Linked DNA regions of Mus musculus: all the other regions are linked to region 5. Evidence: chromatin contacts called from public ChIA-PET, Hi-C, HiChIP or PLAC-seq and promoter capture Hi-C data. All regions are on one chromosome and are shown on one strand. Each heading gives the region's core, a stretch centred on a gene start, on an enhancer-like site or on the middle of the called end of the contact. The rest is flanking DNA. Distances are from core to core; before and after follow the strand shown.

What was found. Promoter capture Hi-C pulls out the DNA fragments that hold promoters and counts their contacts. A called contact is a pair of places that touch in the nucleus more often than the background predicts. ChIA-PET counts read pairs in DNA pulled down with a chosen protein or histone mark. HiChIP or PLAC-seq counts read pairs in DNA pulled down with a chosen protein or histone mark.
Region 1: a Hi-C map of CD4 T cells shows a contact between it and region 5, with 5 times the contacts expected there. The contact joins the promoter of Cwc25 here to the promoter of Pgap3 in region 5. A contact is called at or near these places in 1 of 484 Hi-C or Micro-C datasets (CD4 T cells) and 1 of 115 datasets of contacts at active chromatin or transcription factors (pancreatic cancer cells).
Region 2: a contact with region 5 is called in an RNA polymerase II ChIA-PET map of memory CD8 T cells, with 7 read pairs. The contact joins the promoter of Ccr7 here to the promoter of Pgap3 in region 5. A contact is called at or near these places in 2 of 115 datasets of contacts at active chromatin or transcription factors (memory CD8 T cells and pancreatic cancer cells).
Region 3: a contact with region 5 is called in a promoter capture Hi-C map of liver, with 4 times the contacts expected there. The contact joins the promoter of Igfbp4 here to the promoter of Pgap3 in region 5. A contact is called at or near these places in 2 of 39 promoter capture datasets (liver and pre-B cells).
Region 4: a contact with region 5 is called in a FOXA1 HiChIP or PLAC-seq map of pancreatic cancer cells. The contact joins the promoter of Pip4k2b here to the promoter of Pgap3 in region 5. A contact is called at or near these places in 1 of 39 promoter capture datasets (neural stem cells) and 3 of 115 datasets of contacts at active chromatin or transcription factors (cardiomyocytes, pancreatic cancer cells and stem cell-derived neural progenitor cells).
Region 6: a promoter capture Hi-C map of pre-B cells shows a contact between it and region 5, with 3 times the contacts expected there. The contact joins the promoter of Fbxo47 here to the promoter of Pgap3 in region 5. A contact is called at or near these places in 3 of 39 promoter capture datasets (liver and pre-B cells) and 1 of 115 datasets of contacts at active chromatin or transcription factors (pancreatic cancer cells).

What each region holds. Positions count from the first base shown.
Region 1 is chr11:97,764,108-97,768,054 of GRCm38.p6, reverse strand. Cwc25 (CWC25 spliceosome-associated protein) reads left to right here and starts at 1,442. Exons shown (of 10, transcript NM_026186.4): 1 at 1,442-1,630. The coding sequence starts at 1,613. It also overlaps the pseudogene Atp5l2-ps.
Region 2 is chr11:99,152,818-99,157,148 of GRCm38.p6, reverse strand. Ccr7 (chemokine (C-C motif) receptor 7) reads left to right here and starts at 2,072. Exons shown (of 3, transcript NM_007719.2): 1 at 2,072-2,160. The coding sequence starts at 2,151.
Region 3 is chr11:99,039,430-99,043,331 of GRCm38.p6, reverse strand. Igfbp4 (insulin-like growth factor binding protein 4) reads right to left here and starts at 2,088. Exons shown (of 4, transcript NM_010517.4): 1 at 1,487-2,088. The coding sequence starts at 1,835.
Region 4 is chr11:97,743,235-97,747,109 of GRCm38.p6, reverse strand. Pip4k2b (phosphatidylinositol-5-phosphate 4-kinase, type II, beta) reads left to right here and starts at 2,406. Exons shown (of 10, transcript NM_054051.1): 1 at 2,406-2,664. The coding sequence starts at 2,506. It overlaps Cwc25 (CWC25 spliceosome-associated protein), which reads left to right. Exons shown (of 10, transcript NM_026186.4): 10 at 1-1,640. It overlaps Mir8102 (microRNA 8102), which reads right to left and starts at 2,213; the gene lies at 2,075-2,213.
Region 5 is chr11:98,398,147-98,402,522 of GRCm38.p6, reverse strand. Pgap3 (post-GPI attachment to proteins 3) reads left to right here and starts at 2,033. Exons shown (of 8, transcript NM_001033537.2): 1 at 2,033-2,308; 2 at 3,541-3,638. The coding sequence starts at 2,128.
Region 6 is chr11:97,882,886-97,887,262 of GRCm38.p6, reverse strand. It overlaps Fbxo47 (F-box protein 47), which reads left to right and starts at 3,109. Exons shown (of 11, transcript NM_001081435.1): 1 at 3,109-3,340.

The sequences.
Region 1 (3,947 bases), core at 193-2,692, 630 kb after region 5:
AAGGTGGAAGGTATGTCTCCCCGAACCACCGGCTGAATTTGTTTTGTTTTTCAAGACAGGGTTTCTCTGTGTAGCCCTGGGTGTCCTGGAACTTACTTTGTAGACCAAGCTGGCCTCAAACTCAGAAATCCACCTGCCTCTGCCTCCCGAGTGCTGGAATTAAAGGCATGTGCCACCACGACCAGCTCGGAGCCAGTGTTCTTAATGGCTGAGCCATCACTCCAGTTCTTTAATTCTAACAACTCAAAAATAAAAACACAAGGGCTGGCGAGATGGCTTGGTGGGTAAGACAACTGACTGCTCTTCAAAAGGTCCTGGTGGCCGGGGGTGGGTGTGGGGGGGTGGGTGGTGGCACACGCCTTTAATCCCAGCACTCAGGAGGCAGAGGCAGGCAGATTTCTGAGTTCGAGGCCAGCCTGGTCTACAGAGTGAGTTCCAGGACAGCCAGGGCTACACAGAGAAACCCTGTCTCTGAAAAACCAAAATAAAAAAGGTCCTGGTGACTCACAAACTCATCCATAATGAGAACTGATACCCTCTTCTGTTGTGTCTAAAGACAGCAACAATGTACTTATTTATATATAAATCTTTTCTTCTTCTTCTTCTTTTCTTTTCTTTCTTTCTTTCTTTCTTTCTTTTTTTTTTTTTTTTTTTTGAGACAAGGTTTCTCTGTGTAGCTCTGACTGTCCTTGGAACTCACTCTGTAGACCAGGCTGGCCTTGAACTCAGAAATCTGCCTGCCTCTGCCTCCCAAGTGCTGGGACCAAAGGCGTGTGCCACTACTGACAGGCCCATAAATAAATCTTAAAAAATAAAAATAAAGACACAAGCTGGCTATAGTTTAGCAAGTCTGTAATTCCAGCATTCTGGTGACAGAAGCAAGTGGTATAGATCTGAGTTCAAGGCCAGCCTGATCTACACTGTCCCCAGATAGCCAGGGTTTTACATAGAAAGACACTGTCTAGGAAACAAAAATAAATAAAATAATAAAAATAGGTATTTCCAGACCAGAATGATCTCAAACTTTGTGCCAGAGCTGGCCAGTTTCCATCTACCAAGCGTGGGAGATGACTGGGGGTGTGCCATGACATCTGGCTTTTGGGATTTTGTTTGATAGCATCTATTTCTATAAAACATGCCGGGAATGAGGGAGCTGGCCGAAAAGCTGGTTTGGAAACCCTGGTGTAGCGGTGAGATGGGGAGGCGGCCTAAGTTGGCAGATACTGAGGTCTTACACTGTCTCGCTTCTACGGCAGAGCCCTGATGCGTTGCCAAGGCAACAGAACCCGCCTATGGCTTTTCAACAGTTGGGGCCAGGGGCTTACGTGAGGCAACCAAAAAGAGGCCACCAAAACTGACGGAGGGTAGAAAGTACTTGCGACTCTAGGTTCACGTAGACTTAGCGCTCATACCAAACGTCATCGAGCCGAGACGCTGACGCAGTCATATGACACCACCCCGGAAGTGCGAGCTAGAGCGGGCGGGGAAAAGGGCAGCTGGTTCCTGTAGGGATTAGGTCCCGAGAGGCCGTCTCTGAACTGTTTCCCTAGGTTTCCTCTCTGCCTTCGCTGAATCTTTCAGGTCCACAGACTGAAGAACCGTCTCCACCATCATGGGAGGCGGAGACCTGGTAAGTGCTAGAGGCCTGGGCAGCGACGACTGAGCCCGAGACCCACAGGCGCCGGGGTGGGGTGAAAGTCGGGGGTAGCAGTCGGTAACCCTGGTAATGAAGTCTTGATTTCAGCACAAGGGGGTGATAAACATGGAGAGGGAGCGGATGGTGAAGCCCACAGAGGGACTGAGATGAGCCTCGGGAAGATGTGCGGCGAGGAATGTTTGCTGTTGTCAGGATTTGCTGATTCGGGGGCTTCCCGGGGGCTCCCAGGAAGTCTAAGGTTAGGGAAGGGACAGTTGAACTCATGGTATGGAAGGAGGTAGATCTTGGGCACGTAGACTTTATTTTGTGTATGTTATCTTCGGACATAGCCTCCCCTGCTCCCCCTTTTTTAGCTAGGAGTTCACAGTTGTATCCTGGACCTGGACTGTTGAAAGGGTGGGCTTCAGTCATTTCCCATCCTGAGCTGTGCCGTTTAGAGGCGTCCATTTCAAATCTTTTCCATCTTTGTTTCCTTCCTTACATCAGTGTTTTGCTTTGATGTGTAGTGAGGAGGCAGCTTTCTTCGGTATCGGTAACACTTTTTTTTTTTTTATGTTAAGTGGCAATTGCTCTTAAGTCCTGTAGTTCGTTTGTGGGGAAGGAATGCCTTAAATAAGGCAGAAATATCCAAGAAGCAGAGAGCTAGATTAGGACACTATTGATCTTCTCAAAGTGAAGGTAATTGAATCAATAAGTACATCAGTTTGGGTATCTGTCCACTAAGCTGAATTTGCCGGGTGTCCTTAATTGGATCAAGTTGCAGGGCTCCATCAAAGTTAGTCTAGTTTAGTATGTGCTTCATGTAACTGTCTATTATGGACAGTGCATTAGTTTACTTCTGTAATAAAACCAAGATCAAAAGCAACTGTCGGAGGAGAAGGCTTCTTGCATCTTACAGGTTATAGCCCATCATTAAGGCAGCTCAAGTTGTAACCCAGAGGCAGGAACTGAAGTAGAAACCATGGAGGGATGCTGCTTACTGGCTTGCTTCTCTTGCCTTACTCAGCTTCCCTTGTTTACACAGGTAGACCACCTACCTAGGGATGGCTCCACCCACAGTGGGCTGGGCCTTCCTCTCTCAGGTCATACTCAAGAACACACACTCACAGACATTCCCACAATCTGATGGAGGCAGTGCCTCAACTGAAGCTGACAACCCAGACTTGCCATCCTTGCCAGGAGACCTGTAATCTGGGTGATTCTGTTGCCTGTGTGGTGGAGTTGTCCTGTAACTTGTATATTCAGCAGCGTCTAGCCACAGGGTGCCCTTAGCACTCTCATGCAATGGTGACATCTGCAAATTTCTCCAGACCCTGGTTGCCATTGGTGCCTTGGGATGGAAAGGAAAATCTATGTAGGACAAAGTAAGGGCGAGTGTGTTTGTGGTGGTGGAGGTGGTGAAGGCAGTCCTGGTCAGTTTGAAGGCAGTCTGGGCTAAGTAGCAAGGCCCTGGTTGCGTGTATACGTACATGCACACACATTACACACACATCTGTGTTTTTGCTGACTGTGTGCTTTGCATCTGCAAGGCACTTTGTGTATTTAGTCTTCTTAGCTGGTCTCCCATTTTGCACCTCTCTGGTTGCCGGGAGGTTGGTAATAAATAATTAATTTATACCTTTCCAATCCATTCTTCACGTGATAGCCAGTGGTACCTCTCGCCTACACTGTGCCAGTTCTTGGTTTCTGCCACCAACAGGGTGGAGTGCAGGCCCTTCGCATGCCTGTAAAGGGTTTGATCAGCTCCCTTCTCAGCTGGCTTTCTCTGACACCCCCTTCTCCATCAGCTTGCCCTCCACCTCCAGCCACGCTGTGGCTGTGAGCGCCGTTTCAGCTTATGGTGCTTCCCACGTCGCCAGCTTTATTCCAGCTATCCTTAGAGGCTGCCTCCTCGGGGAAACTTCTAGGATTACAGCTTGAAGCAAAGCAGAGTGAGGAGAGAGGAGAGACCCTCATTGAGGGTGAAGGGGAAGAAACAAGGAGAGATTCCTGGGAGGGAGAGGGCTAGATTTGTGGTAAGGATGCAGGTTTGAGCACAGCACATAAGGGGACTCAATACAAAGAGAGCTGTTTGCAGAAGAGTGAGCACCCTGTCCTAGTGAATTCTGTTGCCTTTCAAAGTAAGACAGCTTCCGCTTTGTCCTTCCCCCGCCTTGCTTTTATCAACTTGCATTTTAGGCATGGCGAGTGGAGTCTAAGGTTGAAACTGTTTGATGGGACGTCAGAAAAGACCTGTTCCATCCTCGAACTGTAAGGACAGACATTGCCCACAACCTCATGCCTGCCAGGC
Region 2 (4,331 bases), core at 823-3,322, 750 kb before region 5:
GTTAAGGACACTTGATGCTCTTGCTGAGGATCCAGGCTCAGTTCCCAGCACCCACACATCAGCTCACAAGGCCTGTAACTCCAGTTCCAGAGGATCTGACGCCGTCTTCTGACCTCCACGGGCTGTAGGCACACAGGTGGTACACAGAAAGGCACTCAGGCAAATGCTCATACACATAAAATAAAAATCAATGAATCGTTTTCAAAGGTGAATTTAGATATGAACTATAGCTAACTAGAGCTGTTGTCTTTTAAAAGAAAGGAAGGAAACACAGATGAATTCCTTTCTTTCAACCTTCCATTACCTGTCAGTATAACCTCATGGCCAATTCTCTCCAGAAGCTAGAGGGAAAGTCGTCCGGGAAATGTAGTCCCTGTATGCAGAGCAGAGCAAGGGTATCAAGTGAGTGCCTAAAGGGTTATGTTGTCATGGCAACTGTTTTAACTATTTATTTATCTTATGTATATGAGTACACTGTCACTCTCTTCAGACACACCAGAAGAGGGCATCGGGTCCCATTACAGATGGTTGTGAGCCAACGCGTGGTTGCTGGGGATTGAACTCAGGACCTCTGGAGGAGCAGTCAGTGCTCTTACCCACTGAGCCATCTCTCCAGCCCCCTGTTTTTAACTAGTTAATACAGAAGAAGGGCTAAGTCATTCTGAGCTCTGTGTCGGGTCCTGTCGCTCACTGAATTGTCTACAATCAGTGGCTAGAGATAAAAAAATTTACAGGTGTCTCTCCTGGAAATGGAACATTTAGATATTTGCTCTAGAACTCAATGGCCACCCACAGTCCCCACATGATCTCTATGCTTGTTTTAAACCCACTCCTTGGACTGGGGAGGTGGCTTAGTAGCTAACAGAGAATTGCCCCACAAACACGAGGAACTGAGTCCAAATCCCAGAACCCTCATAAGCAGCTTGGCAGTAGCATGAGCATTCGTCATCCTAGCAGTCCCCCAAGGAGATGGGAAGCAGAGACAAGAGACCACGCACCCAGAAGGCCAGCTCACCTTAGTATAGAATGGGGCACTCAATAAAGACGTGATACCTGCAACAGAATGGAAGTAGGCTGACACCTGACATTGTCTCTGATCTTCACACGTGCAATGGCATAAAATCCCCACATTCACGCATACGATCGCACACATACACGTGTGTACACACACCATACACACCACACAGGCACAACAATTAAAAATGCCAATAAATATATCAATCAGTTTCCCTGTGGGGGAAAATGGGTGTGGTCACAAAGAATAAAAAAAGTAAAATAAAAATAGGCCAGGCATGGTGGCATATGTCTTTAATACCAGCACTCGGGAGGCAGATGCAGGTAGATCTCCATGGGTTCGAGGCTAGCTAGGTCCACAGAACAAGTTCTAGGACAATCATGGCACTGACAAAAATAAAATAAAATAAAATAAAATAAAATAAAATAAAATAAATAAATAAATAAATAAATAAATAAATAAAATCTCTTCTTGGGGAACCAGTTTGGATAATGACTTAGACTTGATGTCCTCTCGGTTAGTAGAGAAAGCCGAGGGGCTCCAGGCACCCTCATATCTAGCATCTAGGTCCTGTGATGTTTAGCTTAAGTACTAAAAATAAACACTCAAACTTTCACTTCGTGGTTGTGTCACTGAAGCCTTGCTGGCCGGACCGTTCAACAGACCTCACCCTGGCTGCGCAGGTGTATGTCGGGGCTGCCTGGCGGCTGCTGGGACAATAGCCACTGATCAAGTTCATACTGAAAGGGAGACTTTTATTCAAAACCAAGAGAAGGATGCAAGTACACCTCTGACTCCCGAGCCTCAGCCTATCTCACCCCACAGCAGCCACCCAGGCGTGCTTGGCACTCACAGATGTAAGCAGCTCCTCCCTGAGTCTCTACAAGGCACTACTACCAGGGGCTTTCTGAAGGCAAACGACTCAGTGATTCAGGATCCTATGACAGCCGAATGTGGTTATCACATACCTTGTGGCCCAGGAAGACTCTGAGGGGTGGGACAGGAGTGGGAGGGGCTCTGGAACAACTTAAAAGGGGCTCTTACCACTTCCTCCCTGCCAGAGAGGGCTAGCTGGAGAGAGACAAGAACCAAAAGCACAGCCTTCCTGTGTGATTTCTACAGCCCCCAGAGCACCATGGACCCAGGTAAGTAAGCTTTCTCTTAAGAGAAGTCAAAACTTCTGACACAAAGCCAGACTCTAGGGCAATGAACATGCATGGGGGATAGGGGTCATGGGGGGGGGGGGGAGTTTCCAGAGCAATCAGGGCAGTTGGTGTGAACTGGTGGCTGCTTTCAGAGAATGCCATCCCGTTGGATGAGGCATTGGAGAGAGGATGTACCTGCTCTTTCAGACCCAGGGGAAGGAACAGCTGTGGATGCCAAGACAGACACAGGCATAAAGTTGGGTCCTCTCAAGCAGCAGGCAATGAACAGCCTGGTAGACTGACCTTGATGCCTGGATAGAACACGTTCTCAGCTGGTAGGGATGGGTGATGTTCTCTGGCACCTCTGGGGACTAAGAAAATTCTCTTTAGAGAGTTCAGGACACCCTGCTCCCACTCTGGGTCCCTCCTTTCTGTCCTGTTAAACCAGGATTTGAATCTCCTTGCTCACGAGAAGAGTGAAACTGATGGAAACTGTGCTGTGCATAGTGCAATACAAATACTAGCTGCCACCTCTGCCTCTTGTTGTCTCTGCCTGTCATCTGTCTGTCTGTCTCTGTCTGTCTTCCTCCCTCCCTTCCTCCCTCCTACACATCCCAGGTTTTGTGCCTCTTGCAGGTTAAAGGGTGAATGACTAACATAAAATTGAGTGGCCCAGGGGGCACTCCACGTAGAGAAACTGTAGCCAGCACAGCACAGCCCCTAAAACAAAGCCCACACACCACAGCCCTCTCTATAACAAGCTATTCTACCAGGCAAGCCTCAGTGTCTACTATAGCAAAGTGCCAAGGGGAGTCCAGCTCCAGACACCCCAGTTACACATCTTAAATCTCGGCTGCAGAGTCAGACTCGGCTGGGGCTGGAGGGGCCAAGTTCCTAGAGTTCCGCTCACCAGCCTCAAAGCCACAAGGGGTTGACTTTAAAAAGTGAAGGTTCCCTGGTGCTGTCCTCACACCCCCTCCAAGCCACACCACAGCCAGCAGCATCTTTATCTGTCTCTCCTGCCCAGCGTGCATTGCACCCTAGATCTAGATCCAGCTGTGGAAGGTATATAGTGGGGTCCACCTCTGCTGGCTATGAACTCATGGGAAGCAGGATTTTGTTCTTACACCTCTGCCTCTCAGATGTTTTGGGTGTAAGTAAAAAGTGTTGATGGGAGGGAGGGAGAGAGGGATGGAGGAATGGATGGATGGATGGATGGATGGATGGATGGATGGATGGATGGATGTGTGGATGGATGGATGGATAGAATCAGCCTCTCTAAGTATATTTTAGAAAGCAAATATCTATTCCAGCTTCTCCTCCCACCTGCCTGCTTTCTAAGCCTACACCTCAGGTATCTACCTCCACCAGCCATAGTCTCAGAGAACCCACACCATCCACCAAAGATCTTCTCCACCTTCCTAAAATGTGGCTCCCAGAATAGGGAAAGGTTCTAAATTTACAGCATTTGCCAATTTCCATGGTGTAAATTTTACCATCCCAATTGACCTTAGTCGGTCCCATTAAAGGTCTAAATGTTTTGACACAAAAAGGAGACAGACACCTGCCTTCCTTGGCACTTGGGACACTATAGAGTCTCTCCTGAACTAGGTTTGGGGATGCTAAATGCATGGCTTTGATACAGGGGGTGGGGCAAACTCTGGTCCTGGAAGAAGAGATAGTCTTGCTTTTTTACTCAACTTAAGAAGCACCCTAATAGCTAACTCTGAAATGCTGGTGTGAGGGGAAACTGCTTAAGAAGTTTTGCTCAAAACAGGCTCCGGCGCCGTTGGAAGGGCGGGTGGGCCACAAACTATCTGTTTTTCACTCTTTGTCTACCTAGTAGGGACAGGAGGTGGGTGAGAAGGCCTAGGTTTCTGTTATACAAAATGAGAAACTACAAACCAGGGCTGAGCTGGCCTCTTTCATGATTTGAATGAGCAGCCCTGATATACCCTTCCTAACTTCAAGACATGGGACCACAGATCTCAGCACAACATCTCAAAATCAGAGAAGGGGAGGGGGTGACAAATGAACCCATAAGAGACTTGTGTCTCACAGCTCAGCTGTAGATGGCAGTAGAAGAGAATTCAGGGTCATTCTCTTGTGGCCCTCCAGAAACCTGGCTGTGGAGAACACTGGAGCCCAGAGTAGCTAGGAAAAAACGCTCC
Region 3 (3,902 bases), core at 839-3,338, 640 kb before region 5:
AGGCACCCCTGGAGTCCATCTCCTTCCTGTTTTCCCTGCATCCTGCTTTCCTCAGACTAACAAACTGTTGAGGATTGAGGAAGTGGAGTGGCCTGGGACCCAGAGCAGGAAGCTTGGGGCTCAAGTCCCAGCATCCGGACTGCAACAATGGAGGATTCGAATATCAGGCAAGAGAGAAGCTCTGTGGTGGTTCAGAGAGCCTGGCTGTCAGAGGAGGGACAATAACCAGAGTCAGGGAGACAGTGAAAGGCAGAACACGCAGAAGGAGTCACTGTCAGGACATCAAAAGAGCGAGAGCGTCTGAGATGGAAGTGGAAGGACTGCAGAAAACCAAACGAAGTCAGAGCAAGAGAAGGAAACTAGTCAGGCTCAAGGAGACCGAGAAAAAGAGAAGTCGGGGCTGTTTGGTGAAACTGGAAGTTGAGAGATACGGCAGGAAATAGCAGACGGACAAGAGAAAGGTTCCAAGAAGAAACGGAGAAAGGTCCACCGACAAGTGGACAAAGGAGAAGGAATAAATGCAAGATCTGTCTGTCTAGCCCTCCTCTCTTCTCAGTCCCATATACCCAAGGGGTCTGCAACTCGGGACCAGCAACCAGCATTTCCCTCCAACCCCCTCAGATGGCACCTGCCAGAAGGAAGGAGCAAGAAACCTGGATGTGCCAACCTGGCAGAAAGAGCCCTGCCTTCTCTTCCTTTGCTTTCTGAGCCTTTGGGGGAAGTCCAAGTCGCATGTTCTTTACCCCAGAGGTTCTTCTGAATTGTATGTCCCACTTCACCCCAGGGTGATGAGTGAAAGGCCCAGCCCCTGGCTCCTCACACCTCTCACCTGAGACTGGGTGTGTGGATCAGGCTCTGGATCAGGAACAGAAAGGAACCGTCCCAACACACACACACACACACACACACACACACACACACACACTGCCTCCCGCTCGAATACACATACCATCCTTATCACACAAACGTGCACAAGCACACCATCCTTATCACCCCCACAGACACTTGCACACACGTATGCACATGCGCATGTACACACACACCATCCTTATCACCCCCCACAGACACATGCACACACGTATGCACATGTGCATGTACACACACACACACACACACACACACACACACACGCACGCACACCTTATCATCGCAGTCATCTAACTCTAGATGACAAATGTAACTGAATCAGGTCATTTAACTTACCTCAGGAGCCAGGCTTACCACTGAGGCCAAGGCCCCTCTTCCCAAAGAAGTACTTAGGAGGTTTGAGATGAAGAGGTGGGGTAGGTTTCCCTCGACCAGTGGCAACTGGTGCTGGGATTAAATGCCAGCATTCTTGGCTGTTTCTAAGCTCTGCCACGTACCTCCCTTCTCCTCAACTCACAGGGGGCATTGACGGGCCTTCCAGGCCAGCCAGAATGGGAACTAAGTTGCAGGGAGGAGGGTGTTTGGGAAATGTGGCCGAGGGAAGGTAGGTGTACCTTACCAGAGGTCTGCAGGCTTTCCTGGATGGCTTCGATTTCCGACAGCTCCGTGCACACGCCTTGCCCGTGCATCAATGTACGCAGGGGCTTCTCCACCCCCCGGGGAGGGTAGCAGCGCATGCCTGAGCCACAGCGTGGGGTGTACACCCCGCAGGGCATCCCCAAGCCCAGGGCGCAAGTGGCGCAACAACCGCAGCCTGGCTCCCGCACCAACTCCTCGCAACCCACGGGGGGGCGGCAGCGCGCCAGCTTCTCCTCGGAGCAAGGGGGGCAGTGGATGGCTTCGTCGCCCAGGCTCGGCCGAGGCCCTGCGGCCAGCAGCAGGGCGGCCACGAGGCCGAAGGGCAGCATGGCGAGGACGAGGGTGGGGCGCAGGAGGGGAGCGCGGGCTCGCGAGCGGGCTGCAAGGGACCCGGAGGCAGCGCCCAGAGAGCTTAGAGAACCAGACCCGGAGGGCGCAGGGACACGGGGCGACCCCGGCAGGCAGAGACGGAGCCGGGGAAGTTAGCAAGCACGCTGGAGCAGAGCGAGCCTGGCCACCGAGGCGCTGCGCTGCATCCTCGGCCGGCCCAGCAGGCGGCGGGGGGCAGGGGGCTGAGCGGCTGCCCGGGACCGGCTCCCGGGACTTTATACCGGCCCCCTGGCCACACCCCCAGCGCCGTCCCCGAGGTGGGAGAGCAGGGGAGGGCGAGGGGGAACTGGAGCAATGGAGCGGGAGAAGAGGCCGTTAGGGGGGAGGGGGCGCTGGCCTGAGTCGCCGCCACCGCTACAACATCTGAAAGTCCTTTGCCCCGCCGAAGAAAGCGACGCAGTTTGGAAGCGGTGGCCTGCGCGCGGAGAGCCTCTGAGCTGGACCCTGAAGAGGAAGCAGGGCGAGGGGAAACGAAGGGGATGTTGCTTTGCCCCCCTCCCTCGACCTCGAAGGAGTCCTTCCCAGACACCTAGGAGATCCTCCTGCTGCCACAGAAAACCTGACCTCATAGCGGATTCAAGATTCTCTTGTTCAGTTCCCATCCCTGGCCAGAGTCCTCCGGTCACCCCCACCCACCCCCCGGGTATGTCCAGTCAACCTCTAGAGACCGCGCTAAAGTGGGACAAGGCGACTAAGCACTCTGTAAAGGGTCCAGGAGAGTTCTGGCCTCAAGGTGCTAATAGGCAGTCTTCTCACTTGCCCCTGAACCCCTGTCGCTTGACCCCCGCCCCTGGTTCCATTTGGGCCTTGCTGCACTCTGCTTCCAGAACTCCAGAACAAAGTGCCAAGCCTCTTCCTCCTTCCTAGATGTTGTTCCCTCTACCGCCCTGCTTAGATTCTGGAAGGAGACTGCCATTGGCTTTGTACAAGATGTGAGTCGAACAACTCCAGGGGGCTCCACTTCATGTACTCATTGTGTGTTTGCATAGTTACTGCAACAGTTTCCCAGTAGATGGCAGTCAAAGATTTCCAGAAAGAGAAGCGGCCTTTTAATTTTCCCGACGCCACTTTGCCCCTGGGTGATAAAGGGATTATTGATAAATATATCCCTTCCCCTCGCAGCAATTCTGTTGGAAACGGGAATTGATCTAGAGTCGCGTTTGGAGGAGAGACCCACCTCCTACCACCTTCTTTTTCATTTCTCCCTACGCCTCCTCATCCTCCCCAACCAAGGAGTTCGCTTCTTGTGTCTGTCCAGGCACAGTCGGAGGACCGAAGGATTTTGCGGGTGGATGGGGTCCGGAAGGGTTGGGCTAAACATCCAAGGAGCAACCAACCTAAAGATTTCCTAGACCTCTTCCGGTTCTTTGTCCCAGAGTCGGGGTCTTTCAGCCTCGGAGGAATTAGGCCACCTCCCACTTTCTGCACCGCAGACTGTTGGCGCGGTTGGAGGGAGAAAGGCACCAAGACCCGGACCTGGAAGACTGATCAAAAAGTTGCGAACTGACGGCACCTACTGGCAACCTCTAAGACTGCAGGAGGGTTGAAGTGATAGGATTCCTTCCCTCAGTCCCATCGCAAGGATAAAGTTGGGTCTCTCCTGTCTCATCTGCCATAGAGAAAAGTGAACAGAACGGGTTCTTGAAGCTCCTGGGGGAAGACAGCGGGTTTTTTGTTTTTGCTTCTGTTTTGTTTTGTTTTTGATTCGGAAGCCAGTCCCTGCCCCCATCCTCGTCCTTAAACCCAGTCAGCCTTATACTTAATGCACCAAGTTGAAGTTGGTGTCTAGCTAAAAGGAAGCCTATGCCACTTCTTGGAGCTCCTGTGGGAACAAGAAGGACCAATAAGGACAGTTCTGAGGCCCAGCACTCAACTTGCCGGCCAGACAGCAAACCCAAGATGAATAGACGCGCGTGCTGATGAAAGTGGGTGTTCTGTAAAGGTCTCTAGATGAGACAGAGGCCCCCATCCTGCAACCCCAACACCTCCTCTGCCCCCAAACCTTC
Region 4 (3,875 bases), core at 1,157-3,656, 660 kb after region 5:
CTGCCACTGGACGGCTTGGATGCTTGTTATCCCTCTTCCCTCCCACCTGAATGAATGGATCAGACTTCCAGAGGCCTCTCTTAAGAGCCACCCAGATGGACGGTGCTCACTGGGATAAACAAACATTGACTTTATTTAGTAGATTATGTGACAGGATAGCCAAGCATCAGGAAGAGCCAAGAATTGAAGAAGCTGGAAGAGAAAACAGAACCAAAAGCCCTAAGTGAACTGCTACCCACCCGGGCTTTACGCTGTAATGGTGTGATGTGTATATACAAATGTATAGTTCTATATTTGCTTTAAAAAAGTTAGCCTTGGGAGAACATTTTGTTGGATGACCTTGTCAGAAAAGTAACACAGTAGTTACTGGTAACAGAGGGATACTGACCTTCTTTGTCATTTGGACATGACTTTGTCCTCTACAAATGTGTTAGGCTACATTTATAGGTATGTACTGGCTTCAGGAAGGACACACCTGCCAAGGGACATACATATCCTCCTCTGTTCCTCGGCATCCTACAGTGGGCACCCAGTGGGGCAGGAATCAGGACCCATGTTGTCCGATGACTCCTGAAAGAAAATACTTGGGAAGCTTTTTGCTTTCTGGCTAATTTTTATTTGTTTGTTTGTTGAGGCAGGGTCTCTTGTAGCTCAGGCTAGCTTTGATTGGACCGGGGAGCTGACGGTGACCCTGCACTTTAGCTCCTCTGACCACACACAGTTGCTGCTCCTGCCACTGCTGCTTTGTGGTTTGTCTGTGATACAGGGCCCTTGCTGGTCCAGGGCAGCCTGATGGTGGCTCTCCTGCCTCAGCCTCCTGAGTGCTGGCTGCGGTTAGGCCATCCCCATCCTCCAGCTGCCTTTATCCTGTAATAACTAAAAATCTAAGACAAGACTCAAGGGGCCACACCCATGTCTTTACTGCCATTCCTTTCTCTATTCTTTCACCAGAAGCCCTCATTTGTTTGACCAGGGAACTTCTAGGTGCTTTTTAAACAGACGACAGATTCACCCTAGCGGTAGCTGACCTTAAACTGTAGATCTCCTGTTTTAGTCTCTGGAGCTGTGATTACAGACCATCTGGCCCTCAGAGGTGCTCTTAATTCATATATTAAGCCATTTCGTTGTTCTACCAGTTCCTAATTTCTCCTAAAATATGTTTGGATTTAAGCACTAAAATTCCAGTCACTGTAATTATTGTTGTTGTTACTTTTTGAGACAGGGTTTCTCAGTATAGATAGCCCTGGCTGTCCTGGAACTCACTCTGTAGACCAGGCTGGCCTTGAACTCAGAAATCTGCCTGCCTCTGCCTCCCAAGTGCTGGGATTAAAGGCATGCGCCACCACGACCGGCTGGCACTGTAATTCTTAAAACTCAGTTTCTCCCCAGACAATATAACATTATTCATTTAATCATCTCATCCTTCTGCCCTATGTTATAGTTAATTATGGCTTTTATTTTATTACTTGGTAATAAAGGCTACATTTATTTTTGTAACTGTGTAGAGCGATCTACCACGTGCCTGGTACTGAGTCTTGATATCCCAAGTGTTGACCTGTGATTTGTGTCGGATACAGAGACCCTTCGACCAAGTGGAATTACATAATAAACCATGGGCAGTTTATTCGAGATTTCTTGGAGCAAGAATGAAAGGATTATTACAATACGCGTCTACAGATGCTAGTGGTGTCTAAACTTGACCATCGGGATAGAGGAGGCTAGGCGGCAGGTGGGTGGGCGCGCGGCCCATTCATAAAACCTAGGATTCCCGGCCTGCTCCTCTGATTGGCCCCCGGGAAAGGGGGCGTACCTTGCGGGTGGAGCGAGCCGTCGGCCCAGGGGAGTGGGAAGATCCACGCTTGGGTGGAGCGAGGGGGCGGTCCCTGGTTTTCTAGGCAGGACTTCCTTTCCCCTTTGCCGCGTTACTCCTCTGTCCCCCGGGGTGGAGATGGTATGTTCCAGCTTCTTCTCATGCCGGCCCCTCTTCCCCTCCCGAAGCGGCGGCGCTGCCGCCATTTTAGTACTTCATGTGGAGGCAAAGTCAAAGCCCGGCCTTGAGGGTGTCCGAGTAGGGAGCCCTTCTTGCCGAGTGCCTCGAGGCTGTCCATCCCCAGTCTTCCTCGTTCCCCCGCGTGAAGCCGGCTGGGTTCCCTTCAGGCCGGGAGAGGAGGAGTGGGCGGGGCAGCTGCAAGCGCCCGGGGACGGGCGGTACCATTCCGACGGGGAGGGGAGAGCCGGGATCCAGTGGGCGGTGCCGCCCGGGGGCGGGGTGAGGATCAGGCTGGCCTGCTCCCCGGGGCGGGGCGGGGCGGGGCGGGCCGGCGCAGCGAGGGCGGGGCGTGGGGCGGACGGAACCACCGGGGCGGGGTGGGGAGGTAACGGGACGGGCGCGACCATGGCTCGGTGAGGCAGCGGGGGTGGGGATCGGTTCGGGGGAGGCCTGGGGCCGCTCGCTGGTGCGCTGTCTCCGCCGCCCCCCCTTTCGCCGCCGCCGCCGCCCCGGGCATGTCGTCCAACTGCACCAGCACCACGGCGGTGGCGGTGGCGCCGCTCAGCGCCAGCAAAACCAAGACCAAGAAGAAGCATTTCGTGTGCCAGAAAGTGAAGCTATTCCGGGCCAGCGAGCCGATTCTCAGCGTCCTGATGTGGGGGGTGAACCACACGGTAACCAGCTTCCCCGTGCGCGCCCCCACTCCCTCCGGCCTCGCCACGCTCGCCCCGCGGGTGACGCCTGCAACCCTTCCGCCGAGCCACTTGCATGCCCGCCCACCCGTGCACGCTGTCCGGCCGGGCGTGCACTCCCCGTTCGCCACGCGAGGCCTGGTGTCCCCGTGCTATGCCGTCGTCGTTTCCCCTTCGCTCCAGCCCCTCTGGCTTCTTGTGTCCGTATGCTGGCTCCGTGCAACCCCGGAGCTTCCGAGGGAAGGCCTGGGTGCTGCAACGACGCTGCTTCTACCCTCAGCGTGTTTGTTGCATGGCTATTCCGCTTGTCTCTTATAGCTGGCTACCACATCATTGCTCAGTTGACAGGGCAAGTGGGACTGGCTTGCCTGAATGTTCCTGTTTGTGGTCCTTTGGGTGGTATGGCTGCTCAAAGTTTCCCATCTTCTAGGCCTCCTTACCCCTGACTGTGGACATCCTCTCTGGGTTTCCTTTTTTTCTTCTTCTTCTTCATGAAGACGTATCAACTGGAGAAGCAGAGACTTCTCCAAACCACAGACACTTGACTTGTGTTCCCATGGATGAAGGATAAGTGCGAGCACAAGGCCCGAGGGAGTGTAGACTTGGTTATGGAAATAATGTATCTTCCTCGTTCTTCTGTGATGTTTCAAAGCCATTGACTTCTCGTATGGTTTTCCAGGGTGTGATAATGGTGATTACTGTCTCAGATGAGTGGTCCTTTGGGTCCTGGGTGCTTTGGGATGGTGCAGCAGCCTCTGCCAAGAAGTTGGATGTGGCCGACGTTAGCTGGTTGGCTCTGTTTATGTGCTGTTTGTTTGGGATCTGCTCTCTTTCGGTGGCTTGCTCTCTGCCTTCTCACCGTTTCTTTGTGAGTCCCTACACTGAGAGCAAACAGAGGAAGTGAAAAGACCTGAGGTGCTGACTCCACCAGCCACAAGTTTAGAATGGGGGTGGGTGGGGGGAGGATAACGGGTCGGGTCTCCTTCGGATTTCATTCTTTAGGCTCCATGACTTTTCTGAACACTTGAAATTGTCTACAAGACCAAACAATGACCCAGGGACCCAGGGTCAGGGAGACTTCATTTTCTCTTGCTTTGGTAGAAGACCTAGAGGGTCCTTTGGCTAGAGATTGAGGGACAGCCACCTACACCAGCGTAGATCTCCACGTCTTAGAGAAGAGCGCATGTGTTTGT
Region 5 (4,376 bases), core at 784-3,283:
AGGCAGGACGATTCTAATTTGGAGACCACTCTGGGCTATACATTAAGACCTTATCTCCACAAAAACCAGTAATTTCCTCATCCCTATCAACTGGATGGTCCACTTCAAAGACAGTACTTACGTTATATTTAGCTGGAAGAAGTGTCATTCACAGAAGATTCAGGGTGAATGATATACCCTTGAGCTCTTCGCTGGTTAAATGAAGGTAATTCCATAGTACTTCTTGCTCATCCACCTTCGATTTAGTAATCCTTAAATCCTACCCCACAACCCTAATTCCCTCTCCAGGATGTAAAGAGAGAATTACCATGAACAAAAACAATGGGGGGGGGGGCGGGGAGGAGGGGAGGGAGGCAGGATTTAGTTACATGACATCAAAGCTACAGAAAGATTTGGGTGCTGGTGGTTGGGCACAGAGATGGGGGTGACTGAAGCAAGTGTCTCGATCAAGGTATATGTGTCTACATGCAATGCCTGAAAAGACAGGAAAAAGTTCTTCCATCCCCTGGAGCTGGATTTGCAAATGACCCTGAGCTGCCTCTGTGGATGCTAGGAACTGAGCTCTAGTCCTCTGCAGGAACAACATTCATTCTTCACTGATAAGCCACCTCCCCAGCCCCTGAGAGTGCAGTGTGTGTGAGTGTGTGTGTGTGTGTGTGTGTGTGTGTGTGTGTGTGCTGCAGCACACTTGATGTCAGAGGACAACTCTGTGGAGAGGATTCTCTTTTCCCACCTTTATTGAGTTCTGGGAATCGAGTTCAGTGAAGAGCCTTCACTCACAGGTGGCTAGCCCACCCAGACAGTTTTAAGTTGTTCATTTACTTAAAGAAGGAAAGAAAGAGAGAGAGAGAGAGAGAGAGAGAGAGAGAGAGAGAGGGAGGGAGGGAGGGAGGGAGGAAGGAAGGAAGGAAGGAAGGAAGGAAGGAAGGAAGGAAGGAAGGAAGAAGGATCTCAAAGTGTCTCCCATGGAAAGCAAAGTTCTACTTTAGTGCCAGAGGTGAGCAGGACAAGAAAGGACTCCATCCCATCGGGGAAAGACAAGCCACTACATAGTATCCATCCAGTGCTAACAATCATCCTTAAAACACAGCCTTTAATTGGTAACAGGAAAACAAGCAGGAGCAAGAGGGCCAAAGCACACAAGGACAAGAGACTCTGGAGACATGGACCTTTAAAGTGCATCTGGAGCAACAGAGTGAAGACCAGCAGGCCAGGCCAGGCTGAGTTGAGGAGTTAGTAAGGAATTGTAAGAAAGAGATTGGTCAACCTTGAATTTTAGAAAGTGGAGCCGTGGTTAGTTTTGGGTTTTGTTGTTGTTCGTTTTTGTGTTTGTGTCTGCTTGACACTGGCTAGGGTCATCTGGGAAAAGGGTACCTCAATTAAGAAAATAAATGCTTCCTTCAGACTGGCCTGTCAGCAAGTCTACAGAGGACACTCTCTTGATTAATAATTGACATGGGAGGGTCCATACCACTGTGGGAGGTGCCAACCCTGGGCAAGTGGTCCTGGGTGTTGTTAAGTGACTAAGCCAGTAGGCAGCACTCCTTCGAGGCCTCTGTTTCCGCTCTTACCTCCAGGTTCCTGCCCTGGCTTCCCTCCATGATGGCTTGTGATGGGGTGACATAAAGCAAACCCCAAGTTGGTCTTTATCACAGTAACACAAAGCTAAATAGGAGAGAAATGCCTACTGGAGGGGACCAAAGTAGAGACAAAGACACCTGTTAAGAAGTTCTTCAGCTCTTTTAATGGCAGCGTCTTTAATCAAGATGCTGACATAAGAAATGGGGATAAGTGGGGTACCCAGAACATTTGGAAACTGGAATCTAAGAGAGTGGGTGACAGAAAGGCGTCTGCTTGAAACAAAGACCGTGTAAAATAGAAGGGAGAAAGTACACTTAATTTGCTCCTGGGCGCAAATCGCCCCTTCTCCTTAGGTGCTGTATATGAAAAGAGGAGACAGCAGTATAGAGGTGGGGTACCCGCCCACTGAAATCCGGGAACTTTTATTTAAAGTGGGCGGGCGTCAGCGGAGGATGCAACGATGAACACAGGTACTTCCGGTTGTTACGGAAGTGGGACTTCGTCTTCTCCCAAGCTCCTCCCTCAGCGGCCGGGCACAGTGACAGAATGGCCAAGCGGACGGCGCCGCTGCTGCTGCTAACCTTGGCAGTGGGACTCGCGGGGGGTTCCCAGGGCGACCGCGAGCCCGTGTACCGCGACTGCGTGCTCCGATGCGAGGAACGGAACTGTTCGGGAGACGCACTGAAGCACTTCCGCTCCCGCCAGCCAATCTACATGAGCCTAGCTGGTAAGCCCCGCCCACCCGTGAAAGCCCCGCCTGTTCGTCTTGGCTCCGCCTACTGTGCCCTGCTGTTCTGCAACTTAGAACCTCAGTTTCCCTCAGCGTTCTCTCAAGAGTGTTAATGTCAGGAGCCTCCTGAGTGTGTGTGGAGGGGTGGGAAGGTGGGGGGGGGGCTATTGCATCAGCCTACCCCACCTTTCCAGAGGTTTCATGTTATTTATTCAAACCACTACTTTTTAAATACAAAGAAGACCTGAAGTAACCCAGGAAGCAGACCAGGAGCCTGCCCTTCTGGGCTTATAATCCCCAGGCAGGTGAACATTAGCCTTCTCCAAGACAGAATAGTTTGAGACCTAATGGGCCCATAGGTTAAGCACTATACGCATTTGGAAGTGAAAGGGACGGAGTCAGCTTCAGTGGGTGGAGGCAGGGTGTTCAACCACAGAACAATTTAAACAGGATGGAATTGATGTCAACCAACATATTGAGCACCCACGTTGGACGGGTGTCACAGCAGGTCAGCTGGCTTTCACCACAACCCCGTCAGATACTTTCCCTAATCCGCTTTAAAGATGAGAACACTCAGAGAGACTAAGTACCTTGCCCAAGGTCACACCGTCTGTAAAGTGGCAGAGCAGAATTCCCAGATCTGACCTGTTTGACCAACAGCTCCTCCACATTATTATCCGGTTTCCATTCCAGACAGAGGCAACAGAGAGCTTGGAGGTCCTAGGAGGATTTGGGTACATGAAGCATCTTGGTTTACCCAGAGATCAGGGAGCAGGAAGATTAGGGGCAATAAGGAAACAAAGGTACCGGGGAACCTGAGGAGTCTGATGAAAGGTCTGAGCTCGATTTTCACAGGACATAGGAGGGCACCAAAGATCCCTCCCTGGGTTCAGGATGGACAAGTATGAACCTAGGTCTCCAAGAGGGGCCTGCCAGATCCTAAGAGCTTAGATCAAGGGAGAAGAAACTATTCTCTTTGCTCCCACTGATATAATATATTCTCCCCCCCCCCCCGCTGTGTGTGTGTGTGTGTGTGTGTGTGTGTGTGTGTGTGTGCGTGCGTGCTCGAGCGCACACCCACCCTCTCTTCTCTGTCCAACTGGGAAGTAAGATTCTGAGATTTCCGCTGATTCTGTCCAGCCTTCAGGTCCTCTTGGTCTCCATTCGTGCCTGGAGGCTTATGCCTCCCTAAGTCCTCACACAGCTGTAGTCCTGTTTGTCTGTTTCAGGCTGGACCTGTCGGGACGACTGCAAGTATGAGTGTATGTGGTTCACTGTTGGCCTCTACCTTCAGGAGGGCCACAGAGTGCCTCAGTTCCATGGCAAGGTGAGTCGGGGGCTCAGGGATGGTACATGGTGGCCCTTCAGCCCCGAGCTGGTCCATGCCATCCCAGCAGCCTGAGATGCAGTGTCACAGGGTGCGGAGAGATAGGACAGGTACTTGCGCTCAGCATCTCTTCCTTTTCCAAGGGTGCCAGTGTGTCCTGCTTCTGAATTTGGAGGAATAAGGTCTGTGTCCCAAGCCAATTGTGATGGCACACACCTTTAATACCTGCCTCTGGGAGGTAGAGGCCGGTGGCTCTCTGTGAATTTAAGGCCCACCTAATCTGTGCAGCCAAGGCTTCATAGTGAACCCCTCTCTCCAAAAAACAAAACCACAAGCAGAAAGACCCCCTTGCAGTACCCACAGACCCTGACTGAGATGTTCCTGTCCCTGCTTCTCCAGTCAGAGTCTAGATCATCAGAAATACCCTTCAGACCCCCACCACCACCTCGGCTCTGTGCCCACTGTTACCTCATTTTGGCCTGTGGGGTTGCCAGGAACTGGTCACCCTACTTTACCACAAAGCAGCCAGGCGCCCCGAGGACGATGGCAATCAGTTGAAGGGGGATGGGGCCTACATCTGGATGGCAGGTCTGTATGGTTTCACCCCATGTGTCTGCTGTCCCCAGTGTCAGGCTCCCATGGCAGTGGCTGCCTGCCAGCCAGGGAAAGACTCTCATCTTAACCAGGGACTTCTGGAGAGATACCCATTAACTTGAGGGAACTTGAAATCCTGAGCTG
Region 6 (4,377 bases), core at 1,860-4,359, 520 kb after region 5:
TTATGTCAGTCTATTGGCTTTTGCATTTAAAAATATTTTTAAAAATTGTATTTATCTTAGTTTATGTGTATGGCTGTTTTGTCTGCATCTATGTCTGTGCCACACACATGCCTGGTGCCTGCAGAGGCCAGAAGAATGTGTCACATTCCCTGGAACTGGAGTTGCAGACAGTTGTGAGCTACCATATCGATGCTGGGAACTGAACTGGATTGCAGTAAACACTCTTTTTTTTTTTCTTTTTTTTTTTTTTTTTTTTTTTTTTGGTTTTTTTCAAGGCAGGGTTTCTCTGTGCAGTCCTGGCTGTCCTGGAACTCACTTTGTAGATCAGGCTGGCCTTGAACTCAGAAATCTGCCTCTGCCTCCCGAGTGCTGGGATTAAAGGCGTGCGCCACCACTGCCTGGCTTATTCATGAAATTTAATATATGAAGAAATACTTGAAGTTGGCTATTTTAGACTTCATTGGCTAATTGTTTGTGTGTTGTTATTTTGACTTCAGGACCTTCCATATGTTAGGCAAGTACTATACCACTGAGCTATATTAACACTGAAGGGCCTCTGGATGGCCTAAGCAAGGCCAGCACCACTATGACAGGCCTTTCCCTTCTTCCTCATTCCCTCTGCCTTGCTAAAACCCATTACTTTGTTTGTTTGTTTGTTTGTTTGTTTGTTTTACTTGTTTGTTTGTTTGTTTTACGAGACAGGGTTTCTCTGTATAGCCCTGGCTGTCCTGGAACTCACTTTGTAGACCAGGCTAGCCTCAGAAATCCACCTGACTCTGCCTTCTGAGAGCTGGGATTAAAGATGTGCACCACCACACCCGGCCTCCATTACTTTCCTAAAGCTAAGGTCTATCCTCTTATTTGTCCACCTCCTCCTCCTGAGGCTCACTACCAAGGTCCAGCTATCAAAAGACCCCCTTGGCTCACCTAACTAACATGCCCAATTAAAATGCAATACTTCACCCTAACTTGGGTTTTCCCTTTCCCCTTTATAAACTGCCTTTTTCCTATGGCCATGTCTGTCTCCTCTCTATCCAGAGGCATGTTGTCCTACACCCCACCACCACACAAATATACCTTCCCCTTTCCCTTGTCCCCTTCTCCCTCCTCCTATCTTTGTCTCTTATTCCCTGCCCTTTGCCCTCTGGGGCAGATAAATCCCCTTTGTGCCTAGAAGCTGGCTTGGGGTGTCTGGAGCAGATACTAGTCCCTTCAAGCCTTCTCTTTTACTTTTTATTTGAGACAGGGTCTTATCAACTTCCTCAGACTGGCCTTGACCTAACCCCGTGTCTCCAAGGAAGGCCTTGAACTTGTGATCCTCCTGCCTCTGCCTCCCAAGTAGTTGGAATGACAGGTTTGCACCCAAGCCTTCCTTCAGCTATTATTTCATCTGCTGTTTGAGTACAAGAATTAAGGTACAGGATAAGGAAGGCAGGGGGCAGGTAGTACTGAAGTATCTGTCCTAATTTAGTAAATGAGATACGAGACAGGTCATCTCAAGGTTACAGCACCACTTGGGGAAGTAAGTATGGCTACAGAAAAAGTCATGTAAAGTGGGTTTTTTTTTTTTTTTTTTTTTTTTTGCTTTTTGGGGGTAGGGTGGGGGTTTGAACCTGGGACCTCACATCTGCTAAGTACATACTAATGCTAATGCTCCCAACATCTAAGAGGTACAGATTTCCAAAAGAAACCTGGAGGAAGATTTAGAAGAGGGAAGTCAGGACTTTGAGGATGCTAGGGGTGGAAACTAGGCTCCAGTGTGTTCTAGGCAAGCATTCTACCGCTAGGCTACTCCAACCCAGGGAAGTCAGGGTATCTGTTATCTACTTTAACTGGTTGTTTGGTTTTCTTGTGTTTCTATGTGGATAGGTGTTTTTCCTGAATATATATGCCTATGTACCTGAGGAGTCTAGGAGGCCTGGACTACAAGAGACCCAGTCTCAAATAATATGTATCATTCTGTTATATCTTTAAGGCCTCCCAGACAGCCTGCCCCACTGCAGGCTTCCATCTGAATCAAGCCCTGCATACTGGATCATGATTTTTGTAATCCCAGCACTGTAACTGGCTCATGCAAGAGTCAGAGGTTTAGGCTAGCCTAGCACTACCCAACAAGACCTTGTCTCAAAGAAAAAGAGAAAAGAAAAAGACACAGAATCTGTAAATAAATGAGAATTTAATATTAAGGGCTTTGGGGGTGGGGTGGTTGAGCCAGATTCTCAAGTAGCTTAGGCTGGTTTAGCCTCCTGCCTCCATCGGGAAATGCCATCACACCAGGCATCTAACAACTTTTTAATGAAAAGCTCTTGTGACAGATCCTGTTGGCCCAGGGGAAGAGTGAATCGGAAACTGCCTTAAAACTGAGTGTAGGGATGGAGAGATGGCTCAGTGGTTAAGAGCACTGACTGCTCTTCCAGAGGTCCTGAGTTCAATTCCCAGCACCCACATGGTGGCTCATAACCATCTGTGATGAGAACTGATGCCCTCTTCTGGGTGTCTGAAGACAGCAAAAGTGGACTCCTAAACGTAAAGTAAATAAAATCTTTTTTTTAAAACCTGAGTGTAAAAAAACGTAGTGGAGCGTATAACTCCTCCAAGTTTGAGATCTCCATTTACAGCCTCCCCACTTACCCTACCATAAGAGCTCCCGTTTCTCCCGTTCAGCAACTTGGTGTCTAAAATGGAGGTAGCACGGGCTTTTAAGGGCCTCACTCCGAATAACATCCCTGAACAGGAGGGCACCATGGGAGCCTCTGCTTAGTATTCATGAGAGGGCGTGGCCTGCTTGGGGGCGTTTCCCGAGAAGGTTCTGGGTATTCATAAGGGAAAGACTGAAGAGCCGAGGTTTCTTTCTATTCGCGAGGGGGTGGGGCCTCCTCCCGTGCGTGGACTCCTGGGAGTGCTCCGAGCGATTCAAGAGAGGAGGCAAAAGAGCCGAGGATCCCGGCGTCTCATCCTTTCTTGAGAGGGTGAGGCTCCGCCCGCAGGGTTCCCGGGAGATCTCTGAATATTCATGAGGGGAGGGGCAGAGGAGGCGAGGCTGCTCGATATTCATGAGGGGGCGGAGCCTCCTCCCGCTGGGGCTCCTGGGAGAATTCTAAAATCTACTTGAGGCGACGGGGGCGCCCGAGAGCTGAGGACGCAGCTCCGGGGCGGAGCGGAGAGAGCGGAGCAGGATCCGCCCCCATTATCTGGCGGGAAAAGCCTGAGGAGATTTTTTTTTTTAATTTTTTATTTATTTTTATTTTTAAGTATTTGTGAAATCTGAGGATGGTGGGACGAGACGACTAAATCCCACTTTCCTGTGATACTGTAGCCGGAAAAACTGTCGAAATCTGTGGTAACAAGTGTTTTATATTCCCCAGTACTTCCGGTAGAAATAATTGCGTGTTTTTCAGCAGGTCCTATTTGATTTTTATGCGGGCCAGTTTCTGCTCTGGTTCCCTAGGTGACCTCTTTGGCGGTGTTTAGCGCTGGCAAAGGAACGTTAAGACAAAGCGCGGTGACTTGCTGGGGTATTTTTTCCCCTCCGGAAGAGGGTGTGGGGGCAGGGACGAGGTCGGCGCCCTTAGACCCGCCCCGTTCTCGGTGCGTGGGCGGGGCAGTGCTGCCTGTCACCGGCTCCTCGGAGGCCGAGGCAGGAGGCTCGAGAGTTCCACGCCCGCCGGGGAGCCACAAGGGAAAAACTGTATCCCATTGTCACAGGGCTTGTGCGCTTCGTACCTTCAGGCTAAGGGGAAAGCAGGAAGAGTTTGGTAGGAAATAGGTACTGTTTCCACAAAATCCTGCGCTCCTCCACCCCTAAAATAGGTCTGAGGGAGGAAAGGGAGACTTAAATGTTGGGGTTTTGTTTTCTTTTGTTTTGTTGGCTTTTTGTTTGTTTGTTAGTTTGTTTCCACTACAGTGTTTCTTTGTGAAACCACCCCAGCTGCTGTGGGACTTGCACTGTTAGACTCCCACAGACCAGGCTGACCTCGAACTCAGCCTTTGTCTCCCTTGTTGCTGGGACTATAGCTGTTCGCCAGTTGAGTCTAAGTTTTGAAATAACTGGGATCAGTTGGTTTTTGTTTTTTTTCTCTCAGAGATTTAAGTGAAAAATTATACATACACGTTATGTCTATACCCTTAATAGGTGATAAAGACCCCTGGGAGGAGGTTGTTTAGCCCCACACTAGTCTGACTAGGATGGAAGTTTCTGGAAGAAAAAGCAAATTTATGTTTTATTATAGTAAAAATACTTGAAAATTCTGTAGTAAGCATGGCAGTGGTGTTGCACGCCCTTAATCTCAACACTTGGTAGGCAGAGGCAGATGGATCTGTGTGACTGGATCTCTGTGAGGCCAGCCTGGTCTACTGAGTGAGTCCCAGGACAGCCAG